3 separate regions of the Gossypium hirsutum genome follow, and all the other regions are linked to region 1. Evidence: chromatin contacts called from public Hi-C data. All regions are on one chromosome and are shown on one strand. Each heading gives the region's core, a stretch centred on a gene start, on an enhancer-like site or on the middle of the called end of the contact. The rest is flanking DNA. Distances are from core to core; before and after follow the strand shown. Region 1 holds the start of LOC121206120 (GABA transporter 1). Region 2 holds the start of LOC107912784. Region 3 holds the start of LOC107912783.

Region 1 (3,857 bases), core at 360-2,859:
ACATACATTTTTCACACATTTAGAAAAAAAAAAAAGAAAAGAAAGAAAGAGTGAAGTAGTTTGGAAATATTTGTAGGAGAGGAGAGTGGTTACCCAAGATGTCATTAGCCATGTCTCTGAAGCGAAGATGTCGGCGACCCAATTGAGCATGGTGTTCAAGGACTAGAGATAGCAAGTTGTAAGAATAGAAAGTGACCAAAGCTCCGACCACCAAACTTATAATTCCGGCAGCCCATCCGAGGAAGGTGAATGCAAATGGGAGGCTGAGAAGCGGTGGTGCAACAATTGATGTGGTCAAGTGGTAACCACAGTGCAGCCATGATCCTATACTTTCAATTGAAATATGTTAATTAAACAATTCAAACTTCACTTGGCTACGTAAGCTTGAGTTCCCGTTTTCTTTTTGACCATCTTTCAACACATTTCTAAATTTTACTAGCTGATAAATAAGACAATAATAGAAATAAAATAAATTAAAGGTCAATGATATAATACGCTGAATTTTTAGTTTTAAATTATAAGTCTTCAATCTCAATAAAATCTTAATTATAAAAAAAGAGTAATATTCCAAAAAACCTGCATTTATTATCAACTATATATAAATAAAGGATTTATATTCACTTAAAAGTTATAAAATAGTAATTAAACTATTTAAATATTTTTATTTAAGTTAATAAATTATTTGATAATTTTTATTTAAGTCATTGGGCTGTTAATTTTTTTTAAATAGTGCAGCTAGCGAGTTTCAAGCAATAATTTGATGATAGGTATGGTGGATCGGAACTTTTAAAGTTATTTGGATTTTGATTCCTAAATTCGTGACTTTTAAAGTTGTTTTATGAAAAAGACTGAACTGTAGAAGAGAAAAAGAAATAGAGCTTTCATTTAGTGCAGGTGGTGCGAATAGAAAATGTCATATAACAACGATTTTAATAGTTCAATAGTTCAATGATTTTAAAAAAAAAATTCAAATAATTCAATGATAATTTTATAACTTTTTAAAGTTAAAAGACTAAAATATAAATTTACTAATAGTGTAATAAATTTGGATATAATTTATCTTTTTCTATATATTAATATATAAAATAATGACATATTAGGAAGAAAATTTAAAATTTAGTTGATGTGATAACATTAAATTTATCGATGGTATATGATTGAATGTTAACTCCATAAGGAAAAAGAAGGAACAAGTGTTGGAGTTTGTGTCTATGATATAAGAAACGCAAAAAGTAGTGAAAGAGAGAAAAAGGGAGAGCCAGAAAAAAAAACAAAGAAAGAAAGTCGGAAGATTTTTCTTGGAAAGCAAATCAAATCAAAGCAATGATCATAAATTATAAGACTTGGATGGAAATTAAAGAGAAAATACTAAAATAGAATAGTGAATACACCTTTGGATTTAAGAACAAAGAGAGCACCAGCATCGAGCTGCTGATGAGTAGGAGAAAGGTGCTTGTGGTGATCATAATCATCTTCGCCAGCTTCATGTACCGCTTTGGAGTTTGCACTGTTACCCAAACTACCCATCTCTCTCTCTCTCTCTCTGAGATTTCGATACCAAAAACAATGAAGAAGAATGAAAGATTGTTTGGAACTTAGGTCCCCAAGATGGAGGAATTATAAACTAATATATTTATATAAATAATTAAAATATTACCTCTTTGGTTATGGTGTAAAGTCAACCATGTTACAGCAGCCATTCACACTCATCCGTTGGTCATACAATAATGACAAACTCTGTATTTTATTTTCTCAATATATATATAAAATACGAGTCGATTGATGGAAATATCCTTAACCATGTACATTATGATATTTTATTTTCATTATTAAATTTTAATATTAAAATATTTTGTTGAAACCATTTTTATTTTGAAAAAAAGGGGATCGACTTTAAAATAAGGTATGGAGTCGCCACCGATCTTCTCCGAGGTGTGATCGGATCACCTTGATCATTTTAATAAAATACTTTAATTTATTAAAACAATGATTTTGGACCTACGAAAATTGAGAAAACGGGTTTGGGAGTCGATTACGTACTAGGAAGGATTAGCACCATCGTAAAGCTCAAAATTGGTACCTAATTGGTTAATTTATGTCCTAATATCGAAAATTTTGAAGAAAAATATTTAAAATATGATCCTTAAAAAATGTGGGAACAACTCGAATTGGATTTTAAGATTCACTCATTCCAAATGAATAAAATACCACATCCAGCACGTTAGGACACGATATTTTAAGCCTCCAAAAATTGAGATCACGTCATGATTTCCAAAACCCGCAACCAAATCTTAAAAGGGTATTCCGTTATTTGACCAAACGAAAAATCGAAACTCAGCATGTTAAGGTACGATCTCTCGAATTTCCAAGCGCGAAACATTGCCTTGTTTTGAGAAAACTCAAATAAAAAACCGAGTCAAAATATACTTGTTTGGTTTGTTTGGAGATAAAAGACAATCGATATTCAGTGAATATGAGAATTATAACCATAATGCAATTACAAAAAATAAAAAAAACATAATTACATGCATGAACAATAATATGTGAATACAATATGAAAGCTAATGACAACAAGTGATATGCAAAACAATACAAAAATTAGGAATCAATGTGATATAAACAATTTAAAGATGATTAAATATATACAAAGAAATAACACATGCAAAGATTCGAAATAACTTGTATGCATATTAAAACTGATAATATATGAATGATTATTAAAATATATATTATGTAAGGAAAAAAAAATTCAAAACAAATAATACATAACATAAACAAGTTAATTTAACTAATGATATATATATATATGAAAATGAAAAAATGTAAATGATGTATATACTAAAACATTTAAAATAAATAAAATATACAAGAATCCTTTAAAGAGAACCAAATTATACATTAATAAATTTAAAAGAAAATATATATATGTATATATATATAATAAATTTAAAAGAAAATATTTACATAAAATAATATGAAAACAATAATGTACATAGAATAGAGCTAATTTTAATCATACATTGTATGCATAATATATATAAGAATATTCAAATGTAATATCATACAAAATAAGATATAGAAAGAGCTCTAAAATAATGTTTTTTTATTAAAAAAATAATATTGTCCAAGTGATTTTAAATATATAAATATATAAAAAAATGCTAAGTGAATTTTAATTAAAAAAATGAATTATGCAAATAAAAACTCAATTAAAAAAAATCAAAATAAAATGAATACTCCATAAATAAATAAACCATTGAAATCAAAATGGGGATCAAATCGCAACGTGCGCGAATGCACAGGGATCAAAACTGAAAAAATTTCGAATCCTTAAACGCAGCGTTGAAGCATGGACCAGGTTGAATTCTTGCGCAAATCTCAGGGGAAAATTTAAAAAAACAAAGAAAATGCAAATAGGGCCAATTAGATGCTAGCACGAAAGAGGGGGACTAATTGCGCAAATCCCCCTTTCAGAATTAAAACGCGCGGATCCCTCCTGTGGGTCGGATCAACGCGCGGGTCAGGCACCGATTAAACGGTGCCCTTTCCTTATTGCCATTTAAACCAAAAAAAAATTATTTTAAAATCATTTTTTAACCCTTGTATTCTAAAAAAAAAACCTAGAACTAAAAAATTTCCTTTGTTTCCCCTTGTTTCCAGCCGAAAGGCTAATTCCCCAGGCCTTTAATTGCCACCGAGACCGACTGCGACAATCGAAGCAGGGCCTTCCAGTGGTGCGTGCGCGATGTAACTCTGGTGAGTTTCTCTCTCTCTCTTATATTTTTTTTCACACACAAAAAATAGATTAAAGGATAACAGCAAAATCGAAAGGAGAAGAAAAACTAAAAATCGCCTTT
Region 2 (3,857 bases), core at 364-2,863, 240 kb after region 1:
GAAATGAGAAGAAATAATCCAGATATTTTACTTACCATCATTTTTTTTTTTGGTGTCTTCATTAGAATTGAGATCATCCCAATGTTTCTTTTTCTCAATTTAAGCCAACATGATAAAACGACTGAGATTAACAAATTAAGAAATATTCCAACTTTTATAAATTAAGCCAAAAAACTTTATACATTTTTAGCAAATAATTAAACAAAAGAGAGATTATGATTAATTAAACACTCTCTCTTTCCTTCCCTAACCATTCTAAAATACCCTACATGCAATTTTTCATAAATTTGCATGTTCCATAATCTAATTTTTTTAAAAAAATTATTAATTTTTTTTACAAAATACAATACCCATAAAAAATGCTTCTAAAACAAGAAATCCATGAATTTGAACCAAGGTTTCGAGCTTTTTGTAACACTTTCCGCTTCATTTGAGCACGACGCCGTTTTATTCTGGCCGTCCTTTGATGCCGCCGTTTTTGTGCACAAGAAGAAATTTCTTGATCCCAACGCGATCAGCTTCTCTTCCCTTCCCAAACCTGCTATCACACAAACCCAAAAATATTGGCAATCAATTACAGCCGTACGTTTCCCCAAAAATATAGAAACCTGATCTAACGGCTAATAAATTTTCGGGGGTAGTTTTTCTTTTTTCTTACTTTCTAAGCTGAATTGAGAATAATGGAGATCGAATAGCGCGGCGTCCGTTGGCGGCAGCATCGGTCGCCGACCTTCCTTCGAGTACTGCCTGACGGAGACCGTTATTAAGTCACCGACAGTTTTTTCCGGTGACATCACCACTTGCACGGCTCCGAGGCTCCCTTGAATCGTCACGTTCAATAGCAGCTTCGTCAACTTCGGCGGCCTCGCATCGGATGAGAGTGAAGTAGACCTCTCTGGAAGCAGGTCGGGAAGCGTCTTCGGCCGCCTCAGCTCCACCGGTTCCATCGTCTGGATTCTCCCGTGAAACGACGACGCCCTTTCAGATAACCTTACCCTCCGGCTCTTCTCCGGTTCCTTACGGTTATTTTTTGAATTCCTCATCGGATTGAAATGATCGACCGTGGTATATTATACAGTGATTCAAATCTTAAATAAATAAATAAATAAATAAAACTTCTCTTCGCTGCTTTTTTAGGTTGGAGAGTGAGACAATGATTACCACAATCGCCGGTGGCGGAAAAACCTAAACCGAGGGAAACCGAGAGCGGGGACAGAGCGACGGCTCTCGAGTTTCCGATCACAGTAAGCTATCATTAGCTGAATGGTATAGCTGTAAATAAACAGAGAACCAAAAGGCAAAGTAGAGAAGCTATGAAAGAAAGGATGGGAAACTGACTGCCTCTAGTACCCAACCCTCGCAGGCACTTTATATGGGAAGGAAAGCGAAGAACGAGCCAGAATCATTGAATCGCACTCAATCTACTATTCTCTTGGGTTACTGGCTATACCCGGTTGATGGGAAATAGATAATTTCATTTTACGCGCATTGCTCATTACTCTACCGCTCTGACTGGTAATTGCCCGCGGATATCACATTTCTGTGGCTTTGCTTGTTGGGTAGCGGGCTTCGTGTTAAAGTGCGCTGGTGAAGTATTGAGCCTCCTTAACCTTAAGCCTAAAAGTAAAAGTTCTATCGTCCACTAAATTTATAACACCTACGGAAAGATAGGGTCAAACTTCATCAATCCCCCCAAACTATCCACCAGATTCTATATTCGTCCCTAAGTTTCAAAATGCTTTAATTGAGTCCTCAAATTATTAATATTGCATTAATCATGCCATTCTTTTGGGTATATTTAAAAAAAATTGGGCACCTTGCATATGAAAAACTTGGATATCACGTTTTTTTTATAAAAAAAACAAATAGTTTTGATAAAATTTAGAATTATTTCTTTTTTTAACACGTCAGATCCAAGTTGTTTATATGATAGGTGCACCCATTTTTACAATTTAATCCACATTTGTAAAATATATTTTACAATATTGATACTTTAAGTCTCAATTAAAATATTTTAAAATTTAAAGACCAAATTAGAATGTAAACTATATTTTTGGTACTTATAATGGATTTAACCCACTAGAAGAATATTGGTTTAGTGTTGAGCCCACGTGACTACCATGTGGACCAATCTAACTTGTAGTTTTGTTTTTACTCTTTAAAAATGTTGACGTTCTTAGTTTTGTTTTAGGCTTTATTTATTATTAATCCCTTAAACTATACTCATTTTCCCATTGAACTTTTTTCCATATAAATACCTAAACTTTTATTATACTTTTAAGTCCAAAACTCAAATGGTGTTAAATAAAAAAATTGAAACCCAATCATAATATTTTGAGGTCATAATAATTTGATAAATAATATTTTCCATGTCATGTTTATTTAATATGAAAACCTTAAATTATTTTTTATTATTTCTCTAAAAAGTCCCCACTTCAGAAAACAAAAAAACCCCAAATCCTTGATTCAGCCAAACCCTATCTTTCTTTTATTTTTTTTTTTTGGCAAATCCAAGCTTTCATTTGGTTGATCGAATTTTGATGGGTTTTTTAAAACCTCAATTTGCACAGTAGATTTAAACGTATTTTCCATGAAAAATGATATCAATTCTGCATTTGCATTAGACTAAATGGTTTGCTGGAAATGAAGAAGGGAACATGAAAATGGCTTTTGGATTGAAGAAGAAGAGGGGTCAAGAGAGAATAAAAAAAATAAATTAATTTAACTTAAGTTTAATAAATAATATATTTATTCCATATGGATGATGATGATGTATATAAAAATGACATGGCCCATACTTCGGTTGGCTCCACATGTTGAACGGTTTTTTTAACGATGTTAACTTAAATAGGCTGAAACGATCGACTGAAGTAAAATTTAGTATCATATAAATAGAAATTTAAGTATCAATATAAAAAATATATATATAGTTTAGAGGTTAATTGTGAATAAATTTTTTGTTTTATTTAAATAAATATTTTAGTCATCTCTACTAAAATTATCACAAACCCAAGAAAAAATAATTAAATAATAATTTCATACTGAAAAAAAAAACTAATATATCATGTTTGAAAATTTAGCCTCATACCACTACTCATAATAGTATCGTTGTTTGAACTGGATTTTATTAATTAGTTGGACTAATTAGATCCAAAATTGATACAGATCGATTAAATAAAATAAAATTTTTTTGAACTAAATTGTTTAAATATTTTTATGAACCTTTATTGATATATTTAATCAAACCAGTAAAATTGATTGAATCAATTAGATTGATTAGACCGAAAAACAGATGACCTGACTAACATACTTTCCACATTATTTTAATCTACAAATAATTATTTTTATTTTTAATTTACTAATCACAAGAGTTTTCCCTATAACTAGTATGTGTTTAGAAGATTTACTAATTAAATACTAATATGTGTTTAGAAGATTAACATTGATTAGGTCAGATGGTAAGAAGTTGAATATACTTTAGGGTTCGTTTGTTTGCATGTAAAATGTTTTCGGTAAAATATTTTCATTGTTTTATGGTGTTTGTTTGGTGGAAAATAAATTACCAAAAGAAATCATTCTTCAAAAAGGGTAAAATCAATGTTTTACCAAAATTTTTTCTATAAGACTTTTTTTAAATTGATAAGGCTCTAATTACTGTTTAAGAAACAAAAAGGGAAAGCTTTTAAAGCAACAAATGGAAAGCTCTCTTCACTATTCATGAAAACAATCTCTTATATTCTAATTTTATATATTTTTTACAATTTAATCTCTAAAATCTAAACTTTTACGATTCTACAATTTAATTCCTCACAAAGAAAAAATATTTTCTTATCCTACAATTCAGTCCTAAACCTCAT
Region 3 (3,857 bases), core at 963-3,462, 210 kb after region 1:
GCAAAAAATATTTTCTATTTGCATAATTAGCATCAACCTTATAATATTTGGGTTTATAATCCAAATAGTTTGTAGCTTTAATTATAAAAGCTTATGTAAACTTAATTTGGAGAAAGACTTATGTTAGATTATATCCCTTTTAAATAAAACTTAAGTAAAAAATAATATAAAATTTATAATGTATAACATTTTTAAAAAAATTATAAAAATTGTTCAAAAATTTCATAACACTTCTTATAAATAATATAATTTTTTTCCATAACTTTAAAAAAATTTCTTTTTTAAATAAGTTATGATAAGAAAAAAACTGTAACATTTTTAAATATATATAAATATATTAACTTTATAATATATAACATGGACAAATAAATAAGTTATATCCATACTTCTTGGTTATAACTTTTATAAATAAATATATTATAACATTTTTACAACATTGGAATTATTTTTTACAATAATTATTTTTGCTATAATTTTAGAAACTTTTTAGGATTTAAATGATATAATTTATTGCTAGAATTTTATAAAATACACATTATTTTTATAATATAAATTTTTAGGATTTATAATATAAGAATTTTTAAAATTAGATTTGGTTGTAATTACATTCATAATTACTCCAATTCTTACCCTGTCACTTAAGAATTGAAAAGTATAATTAGATACGCCTAATTTAGTGAGATACACCGGTCACAATGGTTAACAAAACATACCACTATTATGTAATTACAAGTAATTACAAACAGATCCAATTATTAAGTGACTTTTTAAATACTATCTAAATACATTATGAACACTACCTTAAATAAAGCTATAGGAAAACTCTATAAAAATAAAAGCTAAAATAATAGTCAAAGCCATTTCCAGAAATAGCCATCATATTTCCTTCTCTCAAGCTCTATAAAATTACTAAATAAACAAATTAAAAAAAAACTATCATCTTTGTAGTCAACCAATTTTGCCCGGGCCCTTTTAAAGTATTAAAATAAGCCAAACAAATAAGTCCAAGTAAATTGAACACACACAAATAAAGAATCCAAATTCAGAAATCCAATGTCCGGTTACAAATATTAGGGCCAAAAATAACTTAAACCCAAAATCCTTTAATATAGACTTAACCCAATCCTTAGTTCGAACAGCCCAAACCCGAGGCCTAATACACCCAAAACGAAACACAGCAGTCGAGAGCACCAGAAGCTTCTGGAATGCCAGAGAGTTGGGCTCCCATGAGAGGCTCCTCGCATGGCCTCCTTTGCGCGTCTCCTTTCTCCTCCGTACGGCCATCCCTGCGTTAGAATACACGAGAAGAGGCCAGCTAACAAAATACAACAAATGACAGCAATAAAAATGTATTTTTATTTATTATTTATTTTACTCTGTAAATTTGGCTATAAAACCAATGATTGTACCTGCAAAAGGGATTACGAATATACTACGCACACCAGATATAAAAAAATAGAGCATTTCACAAGCATTTTTTTAGAGGTGATTTTCTGTTTAATAGTTGCTTTTAAATTTCGGCTAAATGACTTCATTTTTATCTTTCATTATTGTATTAAAAAAATAATAGAAAGAAAGAGAGAAGAAATCTCACCTTATGGATCGGCCATTGATCTCTCTTTGCTTCGTCAGACTTGAAGTGGAAAAAGAGGTCTTAAGGCCGAAAATTATCATCAAAAGGCCACATTTGTCGGTTGTTGTTTTTAAGGGAAGATCGGCGTTGGTGTTAAAAGGGGAATCAAACGGCGCCATCCATCAATTGTAATGTTAAAAGCGGCAGCCGAATATGAGCAAACACTTAGGGTTTTTTCCCCCCTTTTCAATCTGCTCTGCTGAAATAAGCTCTTAGAAGCTGTTTTTTTTTCTTTTTTGCTTTTAATTGGCACCGTGAGACGACGACGTTTAAGCATGGATTTGTAGCCTTGAAATGACGCCGTTTAAGCTTGCCCGACCCGATCCGATTCCGTTACCCCTGGGATCCGCGTATTTTCGTGGAGAGGGATAATTCGCAATTGATCCTTCTTTTTTCGCGCTACTATTCAATTGCAAGCTATTTGCTTATTTCTTTTTTAATTTGGCTTGGTAATTTGAGTGCATTTGCAATTGGATCCATGCTTCAGCTGAATGTTTTTGGAGATCTGGAATATTTCCAGCTTTAACCCATATACGTTTGCACGCATTGCATGGGGGTCCTTATTTTTATAGTAGTAGTTTGTTTTATTTATAAATTATCCCTTTATTTTATAATTTTATTTCAATTGGTTTTTTTATTATTTTTTTAAATTCGTTTCACATTCAATTTTCCTTTTAGGTTCTTTTTTTTTTATATTTGGAGCTCCTTTGATGATTGTGTTTTGTTTTAAAGTCAGTACTATAAATTTATTTTATCATATCATTTTTACACTGTGTATAATATTTTATATGAATGTTTTTATGCATTATTATATATATAATTATTCCATGTATATTATTAATCTTATATTATTTTATACACATAATTTATTTTAAATTTATTCCTATATCTTATTATATATCTATGTTGTTTAAAGGAAAATCCTACATATTTTGTGTTTTTTTTCCTTAATTACTATTATACGTAACCCATATTAAATTATTTTACTATAGTCTACATTATTGATTTCATATTAATATTTCTTGTATGTATATTTTTTTTCTCTTTAAAATTATGCATGCGTATAATGCGTTTCTTTTAAGAACTATAATTTTAAGTCATACCATTTATTTATTGTATACACTCTCATATTTTATTATCCTTATATATGTATTATTTATATGTGCCATCAATTCAAACCAATTTGTTACATGTAAAATTATGTTATATATTATTTGTTTTAAAATTCCCTTTATAATATAGTTTTATAAATATACACCACTAAATTTATGTATTTTTGTAAATATAATTTTTTATCTTTTTGTGTATATGATTACATTTTCTAAAATTTGTTACATGTATAATTTATATATTTGCTTAATTTTTTTTCATACATTATTAATTTGATGCTATTTTTTTTACAAATAATTATTTCTAAATTTATTTATATTCATGTTCTATGAATTTATTATGTACATTATATTTTATCATGTGTTTTATTTTTATTTTATATTTTATATGTTATTTAAGCTATCATGCATGTTGTCAATTTTTCAAATGGATTTGTGCTTAAAATATTATGCATATTATTCAATTCAAAGGCTTTATTTTACAATATTTATTTCAAATGATAATATATCCCTAGTTTTTATACAAATTTGTCAACTTATATTATGTGTCCATTAATTCATCATTATTTTGAAAATGTCCTATACTATATTGACTTCTAATTCCATTTTATTTTGTACATATTTTGTGGATCGTTTTATATGTTGTCATGTTAGTTATTGTTGTATGTTATTTTTGTATTGATTGTTCACCATCCATGATTAAGAATTTGGTTACATTTTACTTAGAATAGTTGTACATAATTGTTGGATTTATTAATTGTGACTTGTTGTATCATATTAGTTCATGTTCATTAATCCTTTCCTAGGCAAATGTTTCGATACAATGCATTAAGTATTCCATCTATTTTAAAACAACTAAACGTGTTTTGAGCGAATTTCCAATTTTCTTTATTATTAAAAAATTCTGAAATAAGGCAATATCCAATATTTGGGAATTCGGGAAATCGTGCTCAATCGTGCTGGGTATGATTTTTTTGGTGAACTAAATATTTGGATAACCTTTATAATTTTAGTGTACGAGTTTTCAAAAGTCAAAAATCAATCGTATTTTTAAAGGTATAAAGGATCGTATCCAATCGTGCTGGGTATGATGATGCATATCTTTGAAACGAGAG

Evidence for each region. A called contact is a pair of places that touch in the nucleus more often than the background predicts.
Region 2: a Hi-C map of leaf shows a contact between it and region 1, with 4 times the contacts expected there. The contact joins the promoter of LOC107912784 here to the promoter of LOC121206120 in region 1. A contact is called at or near these places in 3 of 34 Hi-C or Micro-C datasets (callus and leaf).
Region 3: a contact with region 1 is called in a Hi-C map of leaf, with 2.3 times the contacts expected there. The contact joins the promoter of LOC107912783 here to the promoter of LOC121206120 in region 1. A contact is called at or near these places in 2 of 34 Hi-C or Micro-C datasets (both in leaf).

Annotation. Positions count from the first base shown.
Region 1 is chrA09:64,467,770-64,471,626 of Gossypium_hirsutum_v2.1, forward strand. LOC121206120 (GABA transporter 1) reads right to left here and starts at 1,610. Exons shown (of 6, transcript XM_041076425.1): 1 at 1,392-1,610; 2 at 94-324. The coding sequence starts at 1,527. It overlaps LOC121206122 (a long non-coding RNA gene), which reads left to right and starts at 3,263. Exons shown (of 2, transcript XR_005901106.1): 1 at 3,263-3,756.
Region 2 is chrA09:64,711,235-64,715,091 of Gossypium_hirsutum_v2.1, forward strand. It overlaps LOC107912784, which reads right to left and starts at 1,614. Exons shown (of 2, transcript XM_016841111.2): 1 at 659-1,614; 2 at 136-538. The coding sequence starts at 1,043. The coding sequence ends at 366.
Region 3 is chrA09:64,676,019-64,679,875 of Gossypium_hirsutum_v2.1, forward strand. It overlaps LOC107912783, which reads right to left and starts at 2,213. Exons shown (of 2, transcript XM_016841108.2): 1 at 1,595-2,213; 2 at 865-1,315. The coding sequence starts at 1,752. The coding sequence ends at 973.